2 separate regions of the Sus scrofa genome follow, and region 1 is linked to region 2. A link is a contact called in public HiChIP or PLAC-seq data. All regions are on one chromosome and are shown on one strand. Each heading gives the region's core, a stretch centred on a gene start, on an enhancer-like site or on the middle of the called end of the contact. The rest is flanking DNA. Distances are from core to core; before and after follow the strand shown. Region 1 holds the start of SYDE1 (rho GTPase-activating protein SYDE1). Region 2 overlaps BRD4 (bromodomain containing 4).

Region 1 (7,459 bases), core at 4,191-6,690, 120 kb before region 2:
GGGAAGCCTCTCCTCACCACCCCGCAGCTACATCAGGTGCTCATTATCCCCTCATTCTCATTACATCAGTGATTTTGTATTCATCTATATGATTATTTGATCAATGTCTATTTCACCCACTTGACTGAGCAGAGAGCTGGGGATCCATATGCCCATGCTTCATGAGGCCCAGTGGCCACTCAAAATTTACTTGTTGAGTGAATGAACAAATGGATGGATGGATGGATGGACGGATGGATAGATGGATGGATAGATGGGAAGTAATGTGATGGCAAGACTCTAGGATGCCAGATGAGGTGGCCAAGGTAAGCTGGATTGGAACAGAGATGTCGAATAGACAATGTTAAATTGATGCTGTTGTGATGTCAACTCTCCCTTCACTCCTCTATCCTTTAATAAAACCCACTCCACACCTAGTATCCTTATGTGAGTGGGTTTCTGCTGAAGTCAAGGAAAGAAGCCAGTTCCTCATCCTCTAGACCAGGAATATTGAGTTTACCATGAAACTGTTAATTCAGCCACAACATGAGACCATGAGAAAATAATCATCTAGAGATTCTCCAAAGTCTTGGCAAGGATGTTGAAAGAGGTTTGAGCCAATCTTTTCTAGATCTGAAGAAGAATGACTGGCCAGAATGAGAGTACAATAACATTTGTTTCTCTCCATATGGGATTTTATTGGGTATTCCAGACAATTTTGGAGATTCAGACACTGAGGCTCATAGAGGGAGAGAGGTTGTCCCAAGATCACATGGTGGATTGGGGAGGAATTCATATCCAGCCTGGTGTGACCCCAAAACCTGATCCCTCCTTCCACCATGATGCTGGATGGCCTTGCAGGTAGTTCGCTCTCCCGAGGTCATGCTGCAGCTTGGAACAGCTTAATTCTGCCCCTTGTGGGGCTTTAATAGGAGGTGGGTAAAAAGTCCCACCAGATCCTCTGATTTGAATGGCTAGAAAAGCCACTTCCAGCAAGGCATGAGGAAGGTCTTGGTAAGGCTTGAGCCCAAGGTCCTGGAAAGAGAGCTCCTATTTCATACATTTGCCTTGGAAATGGGGAGTCATTTCTATCTCTGTGCATCTGTATGGTGGGAGGTCTCCCAGGACCACCCATGGGTTCCAGGATTCACTAGAAGGACTCACGGAACTCAGCAAAGTTGTCATACTCATGCTGTATCACAAGGGAACAATACAGATTAAAATCAGCAATTAAAAGGCACGTGGAGCAGGGTCCAGGAGAGACCAGGCGCAAGCTTCCAGTTGTCTCCTCCCTGTGGAGTTATTGGACAGTGCTTAATTCTCCCAACAATGATGTGACAACACACATGTGTTTACGTCCAACCTGGGAAGCTCCCTGGTGCCCAGGGTTTTCACTGGGAGTTGGCCACTGTATTAGTTTACTAAGGCTGCCATGACATCACAGACTGGGGGCTGAAACAACAGAAATTAATTTTCTCAGTTCTAGAGGCTGGAAGTCCAAGATCAAGTTGTCAGCAGGGTTGGTTCCTTCTGAGGTCTCTCTCCTTGGCTTGAAAATGGCCATCTTCTCCCTGTCTCTTCACATCATTTTCCCTCTGTGTGCACACATGTCTGTGTCCAAATTTCCTCCTCTTAGGATAATAGTCATACTGGATTAGACTAAAGACTTTATTTTTATTTAATCACATGTTTAAAGATCCTATCTCCAAACACAGTCACAGTCAAAATTACTGGGGAGTTGGGATTCCAACATATGAATTGGGAGGGGCACATAATTCATCCAATAACACACACCTAGACACGGCTGACCACCTATGTGGCTCATCTTAGTTACTCAGTCTCTGGCCCCTTCAGAGATTAAACTGATACATTGTAGACCAAGGCCCCTACCATAAATCACATTGTTAGCATAAATTATTTGGCATGGCCCCCAGGTATACAATAGATTTCTACAAGGTAGCATAATACAAGGGCTTAGAGGCTACCTCCCAGAGCCAGTCAAGGGCCAGACCATTCTTTGGAATGTGCAAGAGATCAGAGGCCTGAGAAGGGAGGAGGAAGGAGCTAAGGAATGACACGGGGTCTCTTCCTGGCCCGGCCCACCCCAGGCCTCTTGTCCCTAGCTGACCAGTCACCCCTATCCAGCCTGCCTCCTCTTCCTCTGGGACAACTTCTTTGAGGCCCTCGTGACCAGTACCCTCAGGCTCTGCACACTGGACGCTGAGACAGCTCTTGGCATGGCCACAGGTGACCAATTGCTAAATGTGTCCTAGGACCTGTGCAGGAGCGTGGCCAGCAGGAGAGCCCAGCAGGCCTTCAGCTAATAAAAGGAGGGCACTGTGTGGGCAACAGGGGGACCCACTGTACCTCAGCTGCAGCTCCAAAACTGCCTGGTGTGGCTTTTCAAAGGGCCACTGGGAGGCTCTGGCCAAGATATGCTGCCCTTTTAACTACCTCCTAGGTGACACCACATACTCCCTCAGGAAGATGCCTCTTGGTAACTCGACTACCCTTTGTCCCTTCAGCTCCTCAATACCACCCCAGTGGACATCTCTGAGCAGCCACCACTTCCCTGGTGCCTCTGGGGACTGACTCCCAGCCAGGGAGGTCTGTACAGGCTGCAGCACTTGCCTTCTCATCCTGGAAGATGCCAGATAAAGGTGAACCTCCAGTGTAGGAACAACTAGAATGACAGCAGGGGGTGGAGGATACTAGGAGCCTGCTCCCCATAAGCTGCTCCATCTTTCATTTCCCAGGAACTGAGGACCCCAGAGAGGGACAGGGGACTTAGTCCACAGACACATGCCCCATCCAACACCTCCTACCCCCATAGCCTTTATAAGAGAGGGAGTCTCTTTGGACCCATCCCTTTGGATAAATGAGGAAACTGAGGCCTGGAGAGAATGTCTTCATTTGATGTTTCCCAGAAGCTGATCCTAAGATAAGGATTCAAGAACAAGTAGTTTATTTGGAAATTGATCTAGGAAATGCTGAAAGGGCGGTGAAGAAGTGAGACAGAGAAGGGAAGGGAATCAGTAAAGAGTGAATTGATATGCAAGTTTTCGCCATAGGCAGGTAAAATTCAATCCCTTGGGGACCTCTGAGATTTTGTGTGGAACACATACCTCACTGATACCATCTGAGGGGTAAGGAAATTAGGGCACTTACTTATCTGCCAACTTCCATTGTCTGCCAAGAGGATGTAGAGCTCTACTCAAACACGACATGCACCATCTACCTGAATTTCAACAAAATCCTGTATCTCCTGGAGGCTGTGCTTATTCATAAGCATAGCACATTAGCCAATTATGTAAACATTTGGAGGAAAGAAGACATACACACACACTCCAAAATCCAAATGGTGATTAGTAAAATCCAGATGAATAATTTACAAACTTCACCAAGTGTGAAATTTAGCATTCATAATCATTTCATTATATACAGCCAGCAGATCATTTGTTCTCACTTATCAAGAATTTTTTTTTTTTTTTTTTTTTTTTTTTTTTTTTTTTTGCTTTTGCTTTTTAGGCTGCACTTGTGGCATATAGAAGTTCCCAGGCTAGAGGTCAAATTGGAACTACAGCTGCTGGCCTATGCTTATCTAGAGTTTCTGATTGCTGGGAAAAAATCATAGCCAATGGTGAATTAAATGAGCTGCATGTAACCAAATAAATGCAACAGGAAAAGTACAGAAACCCTGTCAAAAGGGTTTACCAAAAAATAAATATTGAGGAGTTCCCGTTGTGGCTCAGTGGTTAGTGAACCCAACTAGCACCCATGAGGATGTGGGTTTGATCCCTGGCCACATGAAGGCACTGCATGTACAAAGAGCCTGGGGCAGAAATAATTTGATATGAAGGAGAACCAGAGATGAGGTCATGGTGAGTGACAGGGACAACAAAGGAGACAAGGCCAGAAGTCTTGTTGGGACTGGATTTTATTTATAGGAATCTAGATTTTATTTTAGGTGGGGTGAGCAATTATAGGAAGACTGTTCGGCATGGATGTGCCATGATCTGAGTTCAGGTTTTTAAGTCCACTCTGAATATTGCATGGAGATTGGAATATACAAGTGAGGCAAGTTAAATTTTCCAAATGGCTACAATAATATCTGCCATCCCACATTCTCTCACACAAGAATGTTACAAGGTCACATTGACACATAGCCCACTGAGAGAGGTGCAGCCTATGACCCCTCTCCTTGAATCTGGTGCGAGAAGTAACACAGTTTGGCACTCAAAGCTGATTCAGCAAAGGTAATGTCTTGTTCATTTTGGATTTTTTTCTGCCTTGCCTGTGGCATGCAGAAGTTCCTGGGTCAGGGATGGAACACACATCACAGCAGTGACCAGTCATAGCAGTGACCAGAGCCACAGCAGTGACAAAGCCAGATCCTTAATCCACTGCACCACCAGGGACTTCCTGCCTTGTTCTTTTTTTTTTTTTTTTTTTTTTTTTTTTTTTTTTTTTTAGGACCACACGCACAGCAAATGGAGGTTCCCAGACCAGGGGTCTAATCAGAGCTATAGCTGCCGGCCTACGCCAGAGCCACAGCAAGGCCAGATCCAAGCCCCATCTGCGACCTACACCACAACTCATGGCAACTCCGGATCCTTAACCCACTAAGCAAGACCAGCAATCAAACCCACAACCTCATGGATTCTAGTCGGATTCACTTCCACTGCGCCACGACAGGAACTCCCTGCCTTGTTCATTTTTGAAGCTTCGGTAGATAAGCAAGAAGCCCAAATACTCTTGACTATTGAGCTGCTCGAAGCCCCCAATTCACATGGAGAAGCATGTGTAGGTGCCCTATTCCACAACCCCTATAGAGGTCCAGCCCACACCTGGCATCAATTGCAAGATCTGTAAGTGAACATTTTTCCAGGTGATTCTGGACCCTCACTTGTTGAGTAACCCCCTAAACCTCAAAATCTTTCCAACTGAATAGAAACAATGTTAGCTCACATTTCTGACCCACAGCATGTGTGAGCATCATGAAACTCTGTTTCACACCACTAAGTTTTGGGATGGTTTGTTAAACAGCAGCAGTAATTGGAATTGCCGGGGGCCGGTTGAGGGGAGGAGAACTGGGTGGAGGAGACAGGCACCGCAATGGCATCAGGAAACTAAGGAAATGGCCATGTCTTCAAAAACTGAGAGGTGCCTAGGGCTTGCACCAGGCTAGAACAGTGGATGGGGGGAAAGAAAAGGGATAAGTGCCCGATGAATTTTGTAATAAACCCAAGAGAACTTGCTGTAGGCGGTCATCAACAGAAGATGGATACGAGGAAAGATGAGGGCCTGGTCCTGCTCTACAATATTCAGTTGGAGCCCAGGAGGCAGCACAGAGCCCCCATTCACTCCCCTCTCGGCCCCAGGCGACTGACTACATATCCCAGCATCGCCCGCTCAGGCCGCGGGAAGGGGAAAGAAAAAAAAAAAAATTGGGGCCAAGCATTCCCGGAATGCGCTTCCTGCTGCCGCTGGACTGGGGGCGGGCGGGGAGGCCCAGGCGGGGCGGGGAGGGCGGGGGGCGGCGCGGCCCGAGCCCGGGGCGCGCACTCCGCCCGGCCCGGGCCCCAGCATGGCCGAGCCGCTGCTCAGGAAAACCTTCTCCCGCCTTCGGGGCCGGGAGAAACTTCCCCGGAAAAAGTCGGACGCGAAGGAGCGCGGTGAGAGGGGAAGGTGGAGAAGAAGGGGCGCCAGACCCCATCTGGCCTGGGAGGGGGTGTCCCGAGGCCCCAAGGAGGGACCACTGAGGGGACTGGGGAAGCCCAGCGGAGCCCCCTGCGGGCCGGGGTTGGGGGCCGGGGTAAGCAGGGGTCCTGGAAGTAACGGGCTGGGGGGAGAGGGGGCGCGGACCGTTATGTGCGCCTGGCCAGGGATGCCAGCGCTGCGTGCTCCTTGGGAGGCCCTGGAGGGGGCCTCACCCCTGACAGGAAATGGGGCCGAGGCGGAGCGCCTGGAGAGTGGAGGGGAGGAGGAGGTGGGAGGCTGAGAAACTGGGGTTTAGTCAAGTCAAGCAGGGAATACCCTGAGCCCTAGAGACCTGGTATAGGGTTGCCAGGCATACTCTTGCAGAGGAGGGAGAGAGGCGGTTCATCAAGCATGGTGGCCACCCCCTACCACCGTCCTCCCCCAACCGCCCCCGCCCCCCGCGACCTATTAACCAGTGACTGCAGCTGAACCCACCTAAGGCAGCCCCAGGAAACTGTCCCCTTTATACAGATGGGGAAACTGTGGCACAGAGAGGTTGAGTAATTTACCAGTGCCAGTGAAGTGATTTAACAGCTCTTTGGACTATGCTACTAAATGAAACCTCCAAGGCTGAGTCCTGGGGAATAGAAATCTGAAGTGACCAGAGGAGGGAGTCCACAGGCAAGACCTTAAAGAAATGGGAGCTGTGTCAGACAGGAAGTCCCAGGAAGGAAGGAGTTAAAGGAGGGGGTGCAGAGGACTGCATGGATCTGACCTCCCCCCCAGCCCTTCCCAAAGATTCCCAAGGTTCCCAGAGCAAAGGGACAGGGGTGCCCACGCACAGAAAAACACAGGAAACAGCTCGAGATGTCAGAAAGGGGAAGATGAGGGGGGAGGGAGGTCAAGGCATTGACCATGGAGGCCTGGCCTGGGCTGAGAGACAGGACCCGCTCCAAAATGCAGGCAGAGTTTGGAACACAAGCAAGGAGTTGGGGAGTGACATGCTGCAAGTAAGGGAAAACACAGCAGGCACTCTTGCTCTTATGCCTGCTCTTGTCTTCCAAGCAAGCTAGCCAGCGTCCACTGTGGACTATGGGTTTGACCAAGATGTGAGTGCCTGGGAAATGCTTCCCATGCTGAGCTCCCCAAAGCCTCCCTGAAGGGAGCAACAAATCCCTGCATTTCACAGGAGGAGACACTGAGGCTCAGAGATCGAAAGTGACTTACCCAAAGCCACCCAGCAAGAAGGGATGGGGCAGACCTCCATGCCAGAGTTAATGAGAGGCAAGGGGAAGCAGACTGGGGAATGCAGAACCCAAGCACAAAGAAACCCCACTGGACCGCTGAGGCTGGAGGGCAGAGGGACAGAGTCCTTTTTGGGATGGGGGGTAGTGTGCAGCTCTAAGCTGGTAATGAGATTGCTGGCCTGTTGCCACCCATTCTAAATGAATGTATAGACTGTCAGAGCTGAGTGCACCCCAGCCCCAGCCCCTGCTGGGAGAAGAGCCCTGGACTGGGGCTATTCTGGGGACAGTGGGAGGCTGGGTCTCATTTCCTTTGCACTTTACCAGGCCGCCCAGCCCAGCGCCAGGAGCCTAGCCCTCCAGAGCCAGAGCCCCAGGCCCTGGAAGGATCCCAGCCTGGAGCAGAGGGGCCTCCCAGCCCCGAAGAATCTCGTAGCCCGGCTCGGGGTGCCTACCTGCAGAGCCTGGAGCCCAGCAGCCGCCGATGGGTGCTGGGTGGGGCCAAACCACCGGAGGAGGCTGCTTTGGGGCCTGGG
Region 2 (6,572 bases), core at 1,709-4,208:
AAAGCATGGTAGAGAGAGGATGCTGAGCCAAGGGAGTGGGAGAGGCCAGGGCATCTCTCCAGGCCCAGATCCTTTCTCAGTATGGATTCCGGTAACAGAAACTGCTGTTCAGGAGAGGCTGGGGGCAGCTGCTTGTGCACCTTTGGGGGGCTGGGGTAGGAAGTGGGCCAATGGGTAAAGTCTGATCAGGACAGGACATTGTGCTATGCAGAGAAGGCTAGGCAGGGTCAGGGGAAAAAACACTTTTTTCTACCATAAAAGAGGGCCAGTGGCTCTGAGCCCAAACTCCCCACAGCCATGAGGAGAGGCCCACATGGGAACTAGTAGAGGCAAAATGTGATGTGGCCCTGAGAATCTATGGAGTGAGTGGATTTCAGCTGCCTTAGAAAGGTCACTGGGAGTATGTACTATTCCAAGGCTTCAGAGAAGTGCTGGGCAGGGCAGGCCTGAATGGGAAAGAAGGTGGGAGGTATATAGCAGACCCCAGGACCAGAGGACCAAAGGGACCAGCAGTGCAGACCAAAGGATGCTGGAGCCTGTTTGGGACAGCCACATTTGGTTCACTTGAACCAAGCCACATCTTGGTTCACTGGTTCACCGAGCCTTGTGTTGGAGTTACTGGTAGGGAGACAAGACAGGAAATGCACAATTTCACAACACACCAACCCCAAGACACCCCCACACAAAACTCTCTAGAAAGGGTTACATGAAGATGGCCTCAAGTACTGTGTTATCTTTATTCCATGAAAATCTTGAACTCAACACAAATTTCATCTTTACATAGGATGGTAATTGTACAAAGAAAACGTTTTTTTGTAAAATCTGATTAAAACACTGATTCCTCCCCACTCCCCCACCCAACTCAAGGGAAGGAGACAGGATAGAAGGTAAGGGCAGAGTTGCAGAGCCCCTCAACTGAACCAACTGAGAGCTTCAGCACTAGGAGTTGCCTGGGCCTCCCACTCCTCCTACAGCAACTCCTCAGGCCCAGCTGGCACCTCCCACTGCCCGCATGCTGGAGGCTGCCATCAAGGAGTGAACGGGCTTCTGCTCTCTCTGTTCTGTTCCTGGGACACTGGGCATAGATGGCAGTCAGGTCTAGAGATCAAGTTCTCTGCCAGATGGAAGCCCCATAGGCAAGAGGGATGGGATCCCTGGACAGTAAGGGTGCGATGACCACACATGACAGCTGGCCTGTGGCTATAGCTCATGTGCACGAGTGGGAAGGGGTGGGGCAGCACACAGGCCAACACTGTGGGAATCTAGCCTGCCATCTGTTCCAAGACAGCAGAATCTTCCCAGAAAGACAATGCCAGCGGCTTCCCAACTGTCCTGTGGGAATCTCTAGGCATAAAGCCCCCTGGCCCTAGACAGGCCGAGCTGTACTGGGAACCCATAAAACACAGGCCAAAGGGCAGCTCAAAATAATTTGTTTGGCAAATGGAGTTTGACTGGAAGCTAACAGGACAGAGGACCAGGGAGCAGCCTAGGAACTTTTAAGTATCACTGCAGGGCCCTGGAGGCTCTGGGAAGGCTGAATCTAGAACCCAAGGCCAAGGCCAGTCTAGGGAAGTTAGAGCTGCTTGGGCCCAAGGCCTTAAGGAGCTGAGAGGAGTGCCAGGGTTTCTGCACAGGTGGTGGCCAGCTGCACCTCCTCAAGGCTGCTTCTAGCTTCAAAAGAAAGCAGACTCCAAGATGCCAGGAGACAGCTAGGCTTTAAAGAAGTACACACAAACTACACTTAAAACAAAAAAGCTCTTTGAAACGCAGATGCTATTTCTTAGGGGACTTTTCATGTCAGGCAATTTTCTGCTGAGATGCTGGATTCATGACCAAAAAAGGGCCAATACTTATTTTGAGAGAGAGAGAGAGAGAGAGAGAGAGAGAGAGAGAGAGAGAGAGAGAGAGAGAGAGAGGGAGGGAGGGAGGGAGAGAGAGAGAGAGAGAGAGTAGGAAAAAAAAAAAAACAAAAACCCCAAAAAACTCCCCCCAAAACACATATTCAGTACCTCTCAGAGGGCTTGGATGATGTGGCCACCCTGACCTGCCACACTCCCAGTGGTTGCCATCATTTAGGAGGGTACTTGCACTGGCAATGCACCTCAGAGATGTGCACAGAACAGGCCTCAAAGGCTCTGCCGCCCATAGTGACTGATCTGCTATTGTGGGTTTTGAGAGCCCTTTCTTTCACACTAGGCCCAGATCCCAACTCCACTGGGGAAAGGGATGATGGGCTACAGGAGCCAGGTCAGCTGGCTGCATGGCCACTACTCCCAGGATACCCATCACTGATGGCCTGGCAACTCCTGCCCACTGTAGCCTGCTTCTAATTACCTGGGAGGAATGGGGAGGCAGCCTAGGAGGTACTTTCCCTATGTGACTTTAGGAGAAGAGGCCAAAAGAAGTTGGGAAAATGCCCAACAGACAACAACAGGAACAATGAAAACAGAAGAAAGACTGCAGGGGAACTGTGGGTCAGCTGTGGCTGATGACAGGATCCAGCTAATGGAGCCTCATGGGCCACCAGAGCAAAGGTTTACTGGGGGTCAGCCCCAGTGAGCCTTGCGGCCCAGCTGGCCTCGTCTCTAAAACCCCATTTCTCACTTCGGAAAGCTCTAGATATCAGGGTGTTCTTCCTTAGGCTGAGTGAGATCTTCCCTGGGCTAGTATCATTGCAAGGTCCAGGAGAGAAGCAGTTAGGATCCAGAGTCCCAGAAAAAGACGGAGGGGTGAAGAGAGAAAACATATTTGTGATGGGTCCTTGCACACAGAGCAGCACCACATGTATGTGTGTGCAGGGGGACTGTCATCACCCTTTGGGAGATGCCACCCCACCAAAGGATCCCAGACGACCAGGGAGGCTGGGCAGGACCGCCAGGCAGTCTTTACACAGGAGGCCCGGGTGAACAGCCAGGCAGGCAGCCTTCCCGGAGGCGGGACTAGGCGTGAGCTGCTGGGCATGACTAATCCACCCCAGGGGACAGGCCCAGGGCTCTGAGGAATTCCATAACTTGATGGAGTCCTGTCCCTTTCACGGAAGAAAATGGACTTAAGCTATAGCTTGCTGGGAAGGAATCTGGAACTGAAGACCGTTTTATTAAGAGTCCGTGTCCAATGATTAGGCAGGACCTACATAGAGGAAGAGAGAAACCAGTGTGAGAGAAATGGTGTGGAATGTACCATTCAAGTCATAAGAACAGAAGAACCACAGACTGAGTCAGCCTCCTCTTCCCTGCTTGCTGTCAGGGCTCAGAGAACAGCACCGCAGACTAGGAGTTCCGCCCCCTGCCTAAACAGCTGTGGGTGGGGACAGACCCACCTTCCCCTTGGAAGAGCCTCGGATCCAGCAGGCGTAAATAGCTCCAGAACTGCCTGAGCCTGTTTATGCTTCTAGACAGAACTGCTTCTAATGAGTTCCATGTGTGCCAAGTGCAGGCTGGTGCCTTCTTTTCTGGTCTTTGCACCTAAGAGGCTCCCCTGTCTATCCTTCTTGCCATCACTTCTGAAGAACTGGTGTGTCAGGCCCATTTGGCATCCACTGATGCTGAGATTATCCTCCCAGAGTCTGCTTTTCTGCACCATGTCTATCTCAGAGAGGTGATGCTGACTTTTCCTCAGGGCTTGGTGGAGATAAGAAACCTCAAGAAAGGGGCTCTGGAGTGCAGGACCTCTAGCTTACAGCCTCACCTGCATTCCTTCAGACCCCAAAAAACAAACACAGAAAATTATAAAAAGAGGAGCTGGTTACATAAACTGTTGAGTAGAACAAAAAATAAAAACAAGTTCAGGAAGAAAGTTGTCCTTTCTTTTTTCTGCAGCTCCTCTTGACTGGGGAAGGGGCATGGGGCTTGTTTCCAACCACATAGCAAAGCAGACCTTCTGTTGGAGAGGATGCAACCAACACTGCACTCCCATGGACTCCAAGGGTGTGTATGGGAAAAACCCGCTCACCAGATGGCCTCTCATTCAGGGCACATTCCACAAGGCTTGCCTTCACCCATGAGCACCAGATTCCCTCCAGCTACAACCCCTGTGAGTGGTGAGGGGTTACCTGGCGGTGCAGGCAGACCAGCTAGGCTGTGTCCCTCCAGTTCTCTTCTCACCCCAACCCCTGCCAGGGGACTTACCCCCTTCCCAAGAGCAACTGTCACACCCTTGGAACAGCAGCAGCAGGCCCCAAATTGGGAATGGAATCAAGTCCTCCCAAGACCCCGGGGATCGGAAGCTGAGGCTGGTTGTCTGGGAAGAATGCCCCACGGCCTCTGTCTGCACTTTCCAGCTCAAATCTTTCCAAAACATCAAGCATTCCTTTTCCCCCTGGAGCTATTAAGAAACACCCACATGCTCCGATCCTGGGAAAAGGAAACCAGGAGACAAAAATAGATGGAGTGCACTCCCTCTGCAACTAGAAGACTAGGACCAAGTCCAAGAGAATAACCCCATACTTCCCTGAACTCCTGGTCCCAGCCCAGGCTAGGGCCACTCCTGAGAGGGACAGGAGCTGTGTGTGTCCACCCCTGGCCCCCAAAAGACCTGTGGGTAGCATTTTGGAAGAGTCAGACATCAGCAATGTGATGGGGTGAAAGCTTAAGATGGCTCAGCAGCAGTGGGATGGTGGCACTAGTACCAGCAACCCCCATTCAAATACTGAACCTTCAAGTAGATCCAAAATTTAGCTAGGATCAAAGCCCAATGGAAGACTACGACCCAAGTAACAGCTGGGTTCAGAAGATGTGATGGGACTGGCCAACAGTGCTGCATGCTACTGGGCAGGAGGAAGAATACATGGTGGTCTGAGGCAGAGTTGGGAAAAGAAACACCCCCCCGCCCTAGTCTGCAGACCACTGCTTCAGCCCAAGGACCTGCCCATGTTCTAACAAGTTGGTGGCATCCTTGCTATGGACAGTGGCCAGAGAGGAGTCTGTGTACCACTACCTTAGCCCCAATTTAGTGCCTCTATTCTTTTGGTGATTCATGTCTTTAGGCTGTGTTGGCAGAAAAGACAAAATAGGCCCTTATAGGAATTTCAGCTCTAATCCAAATGGAGAATAAGAACAAGGAGAGCAAAACAAGCCCCCAAAGACCAAGAGAAACACCTTCAATGCCCCCCGCCAAGCCCCATCCCCCCAAGGCAGAACCACCTAGAACTGGTCCCAGCAAGAGCAGCTGCTGGAGGAGATGCCTTGAGAGCAACTGCAGTTTCCTGTGCAGAACGGGACAGCAGATTGCTACATTCAGTGGAAATGGGGCACAGGCTCCCACTTTGGCACCTGAACTGTCTGAGCTGCAGGGCACAAACCTATAGTGTGGGTAAAAGCTCTCAGCTGGCCCAGACAGAGCTCTCCAGCGCACATGGATGGCAAAGGAAAAGTCAGGACCACAAAAACCAAGGAGAGCCTCAAAAAACCCAAGGTGGGGAGAATGCCTGGGAAGGAAAAGGAGCTAGTGCAGCCAAGGGAGCCGCCAGGGCTGGATTTCTGGAGCCTGGGAGCCTGTAGGCTGGCGGCTCCAAGACTGTAAATCTCGCCCTCTTTCCCGCCAGGACAGCTGTTCCCAGGACTCTCAGATTACTTGTTGCACAATCTTTCCATTTCTTTAAAAGGGGGAAAAATGTGAAAAAAAAAAATCTCGGCAGCAGCAAAGACCTGTTAGAAATGCTGTTATGGTCGCTCCACAGCAGGCAGCATGTAGGGCACTCAGAAGCATAGGAGTGTTACTGCAAATGTACCCTGAAAAGCTCAGGGGCCAAGGACAAAGGCCACAGTCACAGTTTGCAATTGAGACATCAGGATGTGATGATCATAACCCTGTAAGGTGCCACACTGGACGGGACCAAGCCACGTTCTTTTGACAATCAGGTCCTTTGCCAATTTCAACTTTGGGGGTTTTTTTTGGTTGCTCAGATCTTAGGAAAAAAGGCTGCGAAACCTGGTAGGAGAAGCTCGATAAAAAACTCAGGAGGTACAAAACTCCAGAGGCAAAAGCAAACCCAAGTCCTGGCAGGCAATGAAAAAGAGAAGTTAGCAGCCATCAGGAATGCTAATTGGATCCAAGAACATGGCCATTCACCCTGCTGAGGGTGGTGGGCCCTGGCCTGGGACCAGCTCTGCTTGAGCAAGTGCAGGGGTGCAGCACCCCCTGCTGGTCAGCTGATTTTTTTTGTGTGTGTGGTCTTTTTAGCGCTGCACTCGCAGCACATGGAGGTTTCTCAGGCTAGGGGTTGAATCCGAGCTGTACCTGCTGGCCTACGCCACAGTCACAGCAATGCCAGATCTGAGACGCATCTTCGACCTACACCACAGCTCATGGCAATGCTGGATCCTTAACCCACAGAAGCCATGGGTAGAACCTGCATCCTCACGGATACTAGTCAGATTAGTTTCCGCTGAGCCATGAGTGGAACTGATTTTTTTTTTTTTTTTTAATAAAAGCAATGGAAGTGGGTCCTAGTGAGGAAGAAAAAAGGTGAAGGATGGAGACAAAGGCAGCCAGCAAACTACCCACAGCAGTCTCTGCATACAATTTACAGAACATACTTAAAGAATTTATCACTCTGACCCAAAAAAATGAGC

What was found. HiChIP or PLAC-seq counts read pairs in DNA pulled down with a chosen protein or histone mark.
Region 1: a contact with region 2 is called in an H3K27ac HiChIP or PLAC-seq map of skeletal muscle. The contact joins the promoter of SYDE1 here to the enhancer-like site in region 2. A contact is called at or near these places in 5 of 47 Hi-C or Micro-C datasets (fetal heart ventricle, heart right ventricle, liver and 2 more) and 2 of 2 datasets of contacts at active chromatin or transcription factors (alveolar macrophages and skeletal muscle).

Annotation. Positions count from the first base shown.
Region 1 is chr2:62,451,925-62,459,383 of Sscrofa11.1, reverse strand. SYDE1 (rho GTPase-activating protein SYDE1) reads left to right here and starts at 5,440. Exons shown (of 8, transcript XM_003123426.4): 1 at 5,440-5,654; 2 at 7,251-7,459. The coding sequence starts at 5,567.
Region 2 is chr2:62,328,922-62,335,493 of Sscrofa11.1, reverse strand. All of the region lies in intron 10 of BRD4 (bromodomain containing 4), which reads right to left. Among named protein-coding and RNA genes, the nearest start is that of EPHX3, 16 kb to the left of the region's middle. Within about 2 kb of position 2,958, at least 30 of the 83 cell types and tissues checked have an H3K27ac peak or open chromatin away from gene starts, as enhancers often do. A contact at or near this core is called in alveolar macrophages and skeletal muscle, where this site is marked.